Linked DNA regions of Mus musculus: region 1 is linked to region 2. A link is a contact called in public promoter capture Hi-C data. All regions are on one chromosome and are shown on one strand. Each heading gives the region's core, a stretch centred on a gene start, on an enhancer-like site or on the middle of the called end of the contact. The rest is flanking DNA. Distances are from core to core; before and after follow the strand shown.

What was found. Promoter capture Hi-C pulls out the DNA fragments that hold promoters and counts their contacts.
Region 1: a promoter capture Hi-C map of pre-B cells shows a contact between it and region 2. The contact joins the promoter of Slc25a3 here to the enhancer-like site in region 2. A contact is called at or near these places in 3 of 39 promoter capture datasets (the C10 cell line, hippocampal neurons and pre-B cells), 1 of 484 Hi-C or Micro-C datasets (embryonic stem cells), 1 of 115 datasets of contacts at active chromatin or transcription factors (embryonic stem cells) and 2 of 9 other capture datasets (adipose tissue and liver).

Annotation. Positions count from the first base shown.
Region 1 is chr10:91,122,290-91,126,285 of GRCm38.p6, forward strand. It overlaps Slc25a3 (solute carrier family 25 (mitochondrial carrier, phosphate carrier), member 3), which reads right to left and starts at 1,678. Exons shown (of 8, transcript NM_133668.4): 1 at 1,627-1,678; 2 at 1,269-1,417. The coding sequence starts at 1,413.
Region 2 is chr10:90,972,008-90,975,760 of GRCm38.p6, forward strand. It overlaps Anks1b (ankyrin repeat and sterile alpha motif domain containing 1B), which reads left to right. Exons shown (of 27, transcript NM_001359241.1): 27 at 1-1,293. Among named protein-coding and RNA genes, the nearest start is that of Apaf1, 110 kb to the right of the region's middle. Within about 2 kb of position 1,919, at least 16 of the 459 cell types and tissues checked have an H3K27ac peak or open chromatin away from gene starts, as enhancers often do. A contact at or near this core is called in pre-B cells, where this site is marked.

The DNA.
Region 1 (3,996 bases), core at 428-2,927, 150 kb after region 2:
GGAGAAAGAATCTGCCAGATCCATATTCACAGCTATACTGCTCTGTTTGATTGAAGAAAAAAGATCAATTATTTCTTCAGAGACTAAGGAAGTCGAGGGGAAGGAAAAAAAAAAACTATTTCCTTTTGGTATAGTACTATCACTAGTATGCAGCTTTAGCCACCAGCCACAACTAGGTAGAAAGATGAGTTCTCATATAATGTAAATGACATGAAAGTCACTGTCAAATCAGATCACTAAAATTATTAGTATCTGTGAGATACTATTTTCTAAAACTTCCTGCATTGGTAATTTCAACTAAAGGCAGTTACTAAGAGCACCCTCCAAGGACAGCCCAAAATCAAAAAGAGCACTTAACATGTGCAAAGCTTGCTAACTTTAACGTTTGCTCCAGCTATTAACCAACTACTCACTTATGAACTAAGTAAGTCATACCTAGTTCCTGCAGTCAAAAACATACAAAGATTTGCTTTAGCTTTTGAAATCAGAGGAAAACGATAGGAGATAGTGAAAAGGAGTTTTCTAATCACGTTTAAGACGCATGAAGCACATGAATGACTGGGGTGTGGGTGGGGACTTCTGTTTTACACACACAATGTAGGTAACGTTTCTCTTGAGGCCTATAATTCAGCTTTCGGGTTTCTCTTGTACTTATGTTCCACTAGGATTTAAAACATACAGTTATTGAGTCACCCAGCTCAAATCCCAAAAACATAAACTCAAAGGAATGCACACCTCATATAATCTGCAAGTCACCTCCTTCACCAACCAGTAGCACAAAAGGAAGAGATTCCCAACCCCATTACCTCATATACAATTAAATGAAAAGATAAAACTTGGGAAAGGAGATCAAAGGAGAGTTTTCCAGGTAATTTTTAAAAAGGCAAGTCAAATAAACGTTATGGAGTTGCAACTGTGTCTGGCTAGTGGTTAAAAAGAGATTTTACCCAGTATACTTGGCTGACCAAGCGGGCTCACGGGGGAAGATAAAGAAGTTGGTTACCACCTCTCTGCCTCTACTCCCTTCGGGACACGGAGGTCACTGAGTGGCGCTGGGCCTGGGCCCTTCCACGCCCTTGAGGGAGGGCCAAGGATCCGACAGCGGCCTAGGGTGTCAGAGTTGCCATCCCAGGGTCAGCGAGAGACCGGTCCTCGGGTCCAGGGCTGAAGCGTCCTTCCCCGACCTCCAGTTCCTGCCCAGGACTCGGGAGGCAGAGCAGGGGGGCAGCATGTAACCAGCGCTCCCACAGGGCAGGGTGCGACCTCACCTTCCACGGCGGCGGCGGCCAGGTGGCGGGAACGCCGGGGCGGAGCTGGGGGACTGCGGGGACCCGACAGGCCATCGTGCACCAGCTGCAGGTGTGGCGCGTTGAAGGGGTTCGCCCGCGCCAGGTGCGCTACGGACGAGAACATCCTCCTGCGGGGGAGACAGAGGGCGGAGGTGAGAGAGACCCGGCGCCGGGCAATGTCACCGGAGCCCCGCGAGACATGCCCGGCTCTGCGCCCTTGAGGAGGTCACAGCTTCTTCCCCAGGGACGCCAAGCCCGGCCGGGCCCACGGCCAAGGCGGCGGCCACAAGGGACTCAAGGCTCCGCGCCGCGGCGAGGCCCGGTCGCGCTCACTTGCCTAAGATGGCGAACACCCAACCGCTCGCTGGGCAAGGTTGCGGCTCACAGAGGCCGAATGTCCTCCCGGCCCGAAGATCCGTGCCCTTCGCGCGGCGTCACCGTGACGCACGCAGAGCGTCACTGCGCCACGCGCCTCTCATTTGCGGAGAGGAGCGCAGAACCTGGACGTCATCGCGTCCTCCTAGCAACCCTATCCCCGCCCACGTCCAACCCCAGCCCTTCCGGCCCTGCTAGTGCGCAGGAGGATTCCTACTGCGCAGGCGCAGATCCAAAGCGCCCTCCTCCCCCACTCCCCTTTTTTTTTTAAAGTGTAGTCTTGGCCTTGGACGGGCAGGTGACCTACTCACTCTGTCCCTTCACCTTCCGGTGTTTTCTCCTTGGCGCCAGGAATTTTTACATGTCTTTAAGTGATTGCGGGCATAAACTTTTAAAGACATGAATGCTTAAGTGATACGTTATTCAGGTATGGAAGCTAGGATATCACTACAAGATCTTTGATCGGAATTCCTGCCATCATCGGACTTTTCAGAAAAAAATTCCATCACACTGACTTTTGACATAGGCATGTCTAAATTTTCCACCAAGTTCTGGTGGAAAGGATATACAGGAAGAACTCATACAATACATAAAACTGCTTCTGCCTCACAGAATGTCCATGGCCCCTGAGAACAGTCAGTCAAGGCTTCGTTCCTGGAGGCACAGGCATGCGCTGACATGAAAGTAACCGATGAACTGTGTGCGTGTAAGACAGGACTGTGTGTACTTCAGACATTTACAAGATCATCATCACTCTGATGTCAACAAGCGGGGGCCAAGTTCCACGAGGGAGAGTTTAGAAGCAATCAAACCTGTTGTAATTCTTGCGTTTAACATTTTCCTGGGACGTTTATCTCATCTTTATTAAGCCTTTTTATCTAACCCAAGACACCACTAGAGCTGGCTCCTGTATTGACTATTGTAGTTATACTAAGTCTACCTCTGCAGTCAGTGCTCTGCTGTGTCCTTTAAAAATTCTTAACATTTACAAACAAAAGACATTTTCATTCATTTTGCCCTAGGTCCTTCAAATTATGTAATTGGTCCTGGATAGAAGAAATACTTTTAGAGTTTATGAAACATCAAGAAGATGTAAAAAAAAAAAAAATGTTTACAAAACATCTTTCAGAGGTCTGGTACTTGATTCCTAGTACCCACCTTGATTCTAGCTCCAGGGGATCTGACACCATCTTCTGGCCTCTATAGGCACCTGCACTCATGCACACACACACACACACACACAGACCACCACCACCACCACCACCACCACCACCACCATTTTTTAAAAAACCTTTAAAGATGAAATTTATAAAACATTTTTCATAAAAAACTGAAGAGGTTTAAATTAGCCATATTTCTGCTGCTATGATAAAACATCATTTTGGCTTACACCTCCAGAGGGATAAGAGTCCATCATGGTGGGGAGGCATGACAGCAAACAGCAGACATGCCAGTAGGCCCCCAGGTACATAATGCTTCCAGCAATGCCACAAACCTCCCCCAAAGGGCTCTACCAAGGGACCTAGTACCAGGGACTAACTACAGGGGCATTTCTCATTCAAACCATCTCAGGGCTAGAGACATAGCCTGGTGATACAAGGGGCAGTGAGTTCAATTCCCAGCACCAAAATAGGAAAAGGATGTGAGCATTGAGATAACTCAGAGAAAGGTGCCTGTACCAAGTCTACGAAGCCAAACTGCATTCCCCAGGCCCATAGAATCCCAAAAGTCATTGTCTGATCTCTATGTGTCTGCCATGGTTCACATACACCTACCACACACACACAAAATAAATTTCTAAAATACGTTTTTAAAATACTATCTAGGCAAAATATTAAAACTCTCATTTCTCAAAGTATTATTTATTATTATTGTGTTTGTGCGTACACACACGTACACACACACACACACACACACACACACACGTGTACATATAGAGGTTAAGAAACAGCTTCCAGGGCTGGTGAGATGGCTCAGTGGGTAAGAGCACCTGACTGCTCTTCCAAAGGTCCAGAGTTCAAATCCCAGCAACCACATGGTGGCTCACAACCATCCTTAACGAGATCTGACTCCCTCTTCTGGAGTGTCTGAAGACAGCTACAATGTACTTACATATAATAAATAAATCTTTAAAAAAAAAAAAAAAAAGAAACAGCTTCCAGTTGAATTTCTCCCTCTACCATATGGATCCTGGGGATAAAACTTCGGCATGTACTGCTTGGTGGCAAATACCTTCACTTGCTGAGTCATTTTAACAACCTCCTAAACTTCTCCATATAACATGCTAACACCTAAAATTATAGGTGGGTATATATTAAGGAAAAGTTGGACC
Region 2 (3,753 bases), core at 669-3,168:
AAATAAAAAACAGACTGCTTATGTAGCATAAAACATATAGCTTGCTTGGGCAAACATCCCCTGAACATCCTATACATCCTCAAGTCCTTTCATCTTTTTTTCCCTAAAACGTGTACCTGCTATAAAGTAGGTGATGGGCTAGTCAGAGCTACACTGATTCTGTGGTCAGCGACCATCATGCTGCAGGTCCCTCAACCTCCATCACCCATTGCCCAATCCATGACTGCTACCCTTGAAAACCCAAAACAGTCTTAGGGTGCTCTCTGCCTGTCATTCAGAGGCCTGGGACTTTGAACCCAAAAGAGATAAACCCATGAAAGCTGGGTTGAAGTGGGCCCGGGACCTGGGATACCTCAGGCAGGGGTTTTCCACTCTGACGCTTCCACTGGGCCAGTTTGTTCACTTTGTTTTTATTTTCTCTGTTCATCACATGTGTGTTTGTATTCATAATGATTCCAGCATGAAGTACGGAGCACACTCCAATTAGGGAAAATTAAAAGACACAAGACTAGCGTAGTGGTGAAACATCTTCTTGTGCTGGCACCAGGTTGAAGAAGCAGTAAGAACAAAGCCAGCCATGTGGCAGAGTTAGGCCCCTCCAGATGGTAGGGTACAACAGACAATTGTGGTTCATCTCAGAGAGAAAGGCAGGGGTAACTCTAATCTCACTCTCCATTCTTCACCCAAATCGAAGGTCGGGGCACAGGATCAGCCCATGGCCAGAGCAAGGCAGAGAACGAAAGGGACACGCCAGAAGCAGAAAAGCCAACTCAGGCATGGGAGATGGGATTTATAGCTGACTTTGTTTAAAGGAAAAGCCTGATATTTGACAAATGCAGTAACCAGCAGTTGAGAGTGACAAGCCCTTAAATGCTAACATTAATCAAAGGCAAACTTAAATGGCTCCCTTTACAGAAGGACTTCAATTCAATCGATCCGTTTAATTTTTTTTCTTATTAAATGGTGTTCTGTAATAAATCTGGATGGATGGATCCTATAAAAATTCTGCTCGGCTTGTTAATAAGTCATGGAAGTGGTTTCTCTCACATTGAACTGCTTGGGAATGTCGCCAGCCTATCTAATGTTTGGATGAGATGGAACAGGCGTCTAAGCTTAAAGGGCGTGTGGCCACCTCCTCCAAAATCAGTAAACATTTGTACTTGGACTCCAAGTAAATGTTGCTCCTATTTCTAAAATGAATTGAAGATTTGGGGGAGTAGTCTAGTTTCCAGTGAGCTAGAATGTAATGTCCACGTTCAGAAATCTGTATAGAATAAAGCCTCTTTACTGACATTACAGCTTTAAGCTCTCTTTGTCTACTGGCCATTCAATGAGTTACCTTTCCTCTGAAAAGCAGTATGGTGGTTATAAGCATTGTCTTAATAGAAGCAATGACCAGCCAATAGAGACCAGCAGCGTCTCTGCAGCCAGCCGACCCATCATACTGGCCCCCACAAGCCCATTTGGCCTCACAAATATTTACTGAGGTTGGCCCTAGGAGCAGAGCTCGGTTTTCCACAGAAATCCCCAAGCAAAGAAGAACCTGTATACAGGGGTTAGATCTGTTGCCTAGCCACCATCCAGCATACAGAGGTGTTTTCCTGTATCCACAGGGATTTAACTTTCCTGGCTTCATCTCAAGTCTCTCTTCTTGCTGGGAATTCACACCACTTTCCTTCCTCCTGCTTCTGCACATCATTCCAAACTCAACACCCTGTCTTCAGTGTGTAACTCAGAGATTCGTAGCTATACATCACAGCTATCCATTGTCAAAACAGCTTTCCCTTTCTTCTACAAACCCCCAGAGACCTGTGTTTATAAAAAGCTGCCTAGGCTTTTTATAGGACTTTCTAGGACTGGATCATGATGGAGGGAAGGAAGAGGGTGAGACATAGGCTAAGACATCCCATGCTGCTCACCCCCAGTGGGGTCACCCAGCTGCCTCCTGCAGCTGCAGCAGCTGCGGCTTCATGAGTGACTTTACTTGATTCGGCCAGCCAGAGAAAGGCAGAGTCAGGTGATTGACATGCAGGATCCCCAGAGTTCAGAACATTTCTACATCGTCTTACTGACCTAGTGGAACAGCTGAGACAAGACAGGCTTACACACAAACTCAGCTCACAACGTGGTCATAAAAGCCATTGAAAGCAACCCATATTCAATACCCTATATGACTCTCCTCCAAGGTCTCCGTGATACAATCAAGCAGTCCATACAGGGGCAGAGCTCCCAAGAGACCTCAAGACAGAACTCAGGAAACATTGAGTCAGCCCCAGGAAGAAGCTACAGCAACAGTTTTCTGACATTCAAGAGGCTGATTTCTCCACATGTCTCAAAAGTACAAGTCCAGTTTGTTTTGTTTTGTTTTGTTTTTTGAGAGATTGAGAGAGAGAGAGAGAGAGAGAGAGAGAGAGAGAGAGAGAAGGTTGAGTTGGGAAACCAAGGAGAATAAAGGTATTCTGGCATGTTTATCAGCATTTCCAAGGTGTGCTATCATCAGAGACCCTGCCTGGGTGATTTGTGGGACGGCCTTTAACAGGTAACTGTGCCTGAGCTCCAACCAATTGGCAAGAGTAGAAAGGAAGACCCTGCATCCACAGGCTTCCTAAGAAAGCTGAGTTCTTGTGGGAAAGCAACACATTTTGAAATGTTCAGAGGTGGAGCATGGGGTCGGTGAGATGACTCAGCAGGAAAAGGCACTTGCCAGGAAAGCCCGAGTTCCATTCCTTGGACCCACCTCAAGGTGGAAGAAGAGAACCACCGCCATCAAGTTGCCCCCTGACCTCCAAATGCATGTGTCACATGACAGTGAGGGTGGAGGGGGCAGAGGTTAGTGACGGGAGGTTCGTTGCTACATGAGAGTATCAGTTATAAACAGAACTTAGCGACGAGAATGCCAGACATAGCATGGCTTCTATAAGGGAGTGGTTGAATTTTCCTTTGTGCACCGTGAACGTCAGAGATAGGCAGTCCAGGACATGGTTGAAGTGTGTGAAGTCTGGCCAGCTTGAGTGTGGCAAACATGGCTCTGGCAGGTCTTGCCCTTCTCTCCCATTCCCTCTGCCTTGATTTAACAAGAAAAATGTAAGATTACACTCCTAAAGCTAGTTACCAAGGTCCATTCCTTTCTTTGGCCACTTATTCCTCCTGAGGCTGACTACCAACGTCCAGTTATCAGAGTATTGAAGCCCAGCAATCAAAAGCCCTCTTTGGCTCACCTAATTAACATGCCCAATTAAAATTAAACACCTCATCCTAACACGGGGTTTATCGTTGTCCCTTTATAAACTGCCATTTGCCTTTGAGCCACATCTGTCTCCTCTCTATCCAGAGGCAGTCCTTGTCCTCCAGGACAAATACCCCTTCCTCTCTCCCTTGCTCATTTCCTCCCTTCTCTCTTGTTCCCTTCCCTGTCTCCCTCTTCCTTTTACTCCTTTGTCCCTTACCCCTGACCTCTGTCCCACCGGGGTAAATAACCCTCCTCTGTGCTGAGAACTTGGTCTGAGGGCTGGGCCTTATGGATCCTGAGCCAATACTTTTCTCTCTAGTGGTAGTTCTCATCCTTTCTAATTCTAAGGCACTTCTATATTCTCACACTGCCAACCCGAGCATGTGGCCTCTACCTCAGTATTGGGAAGACTTCCTTGTCTCACTGAGGCCGACAGAGCACTGTTCTGAGTAGTCACATTCCGGGCAGGAGAAAAGACAGTAAGGACTAAAGACTGGTATTGTTGCCTTGATGACCGAGCAAGC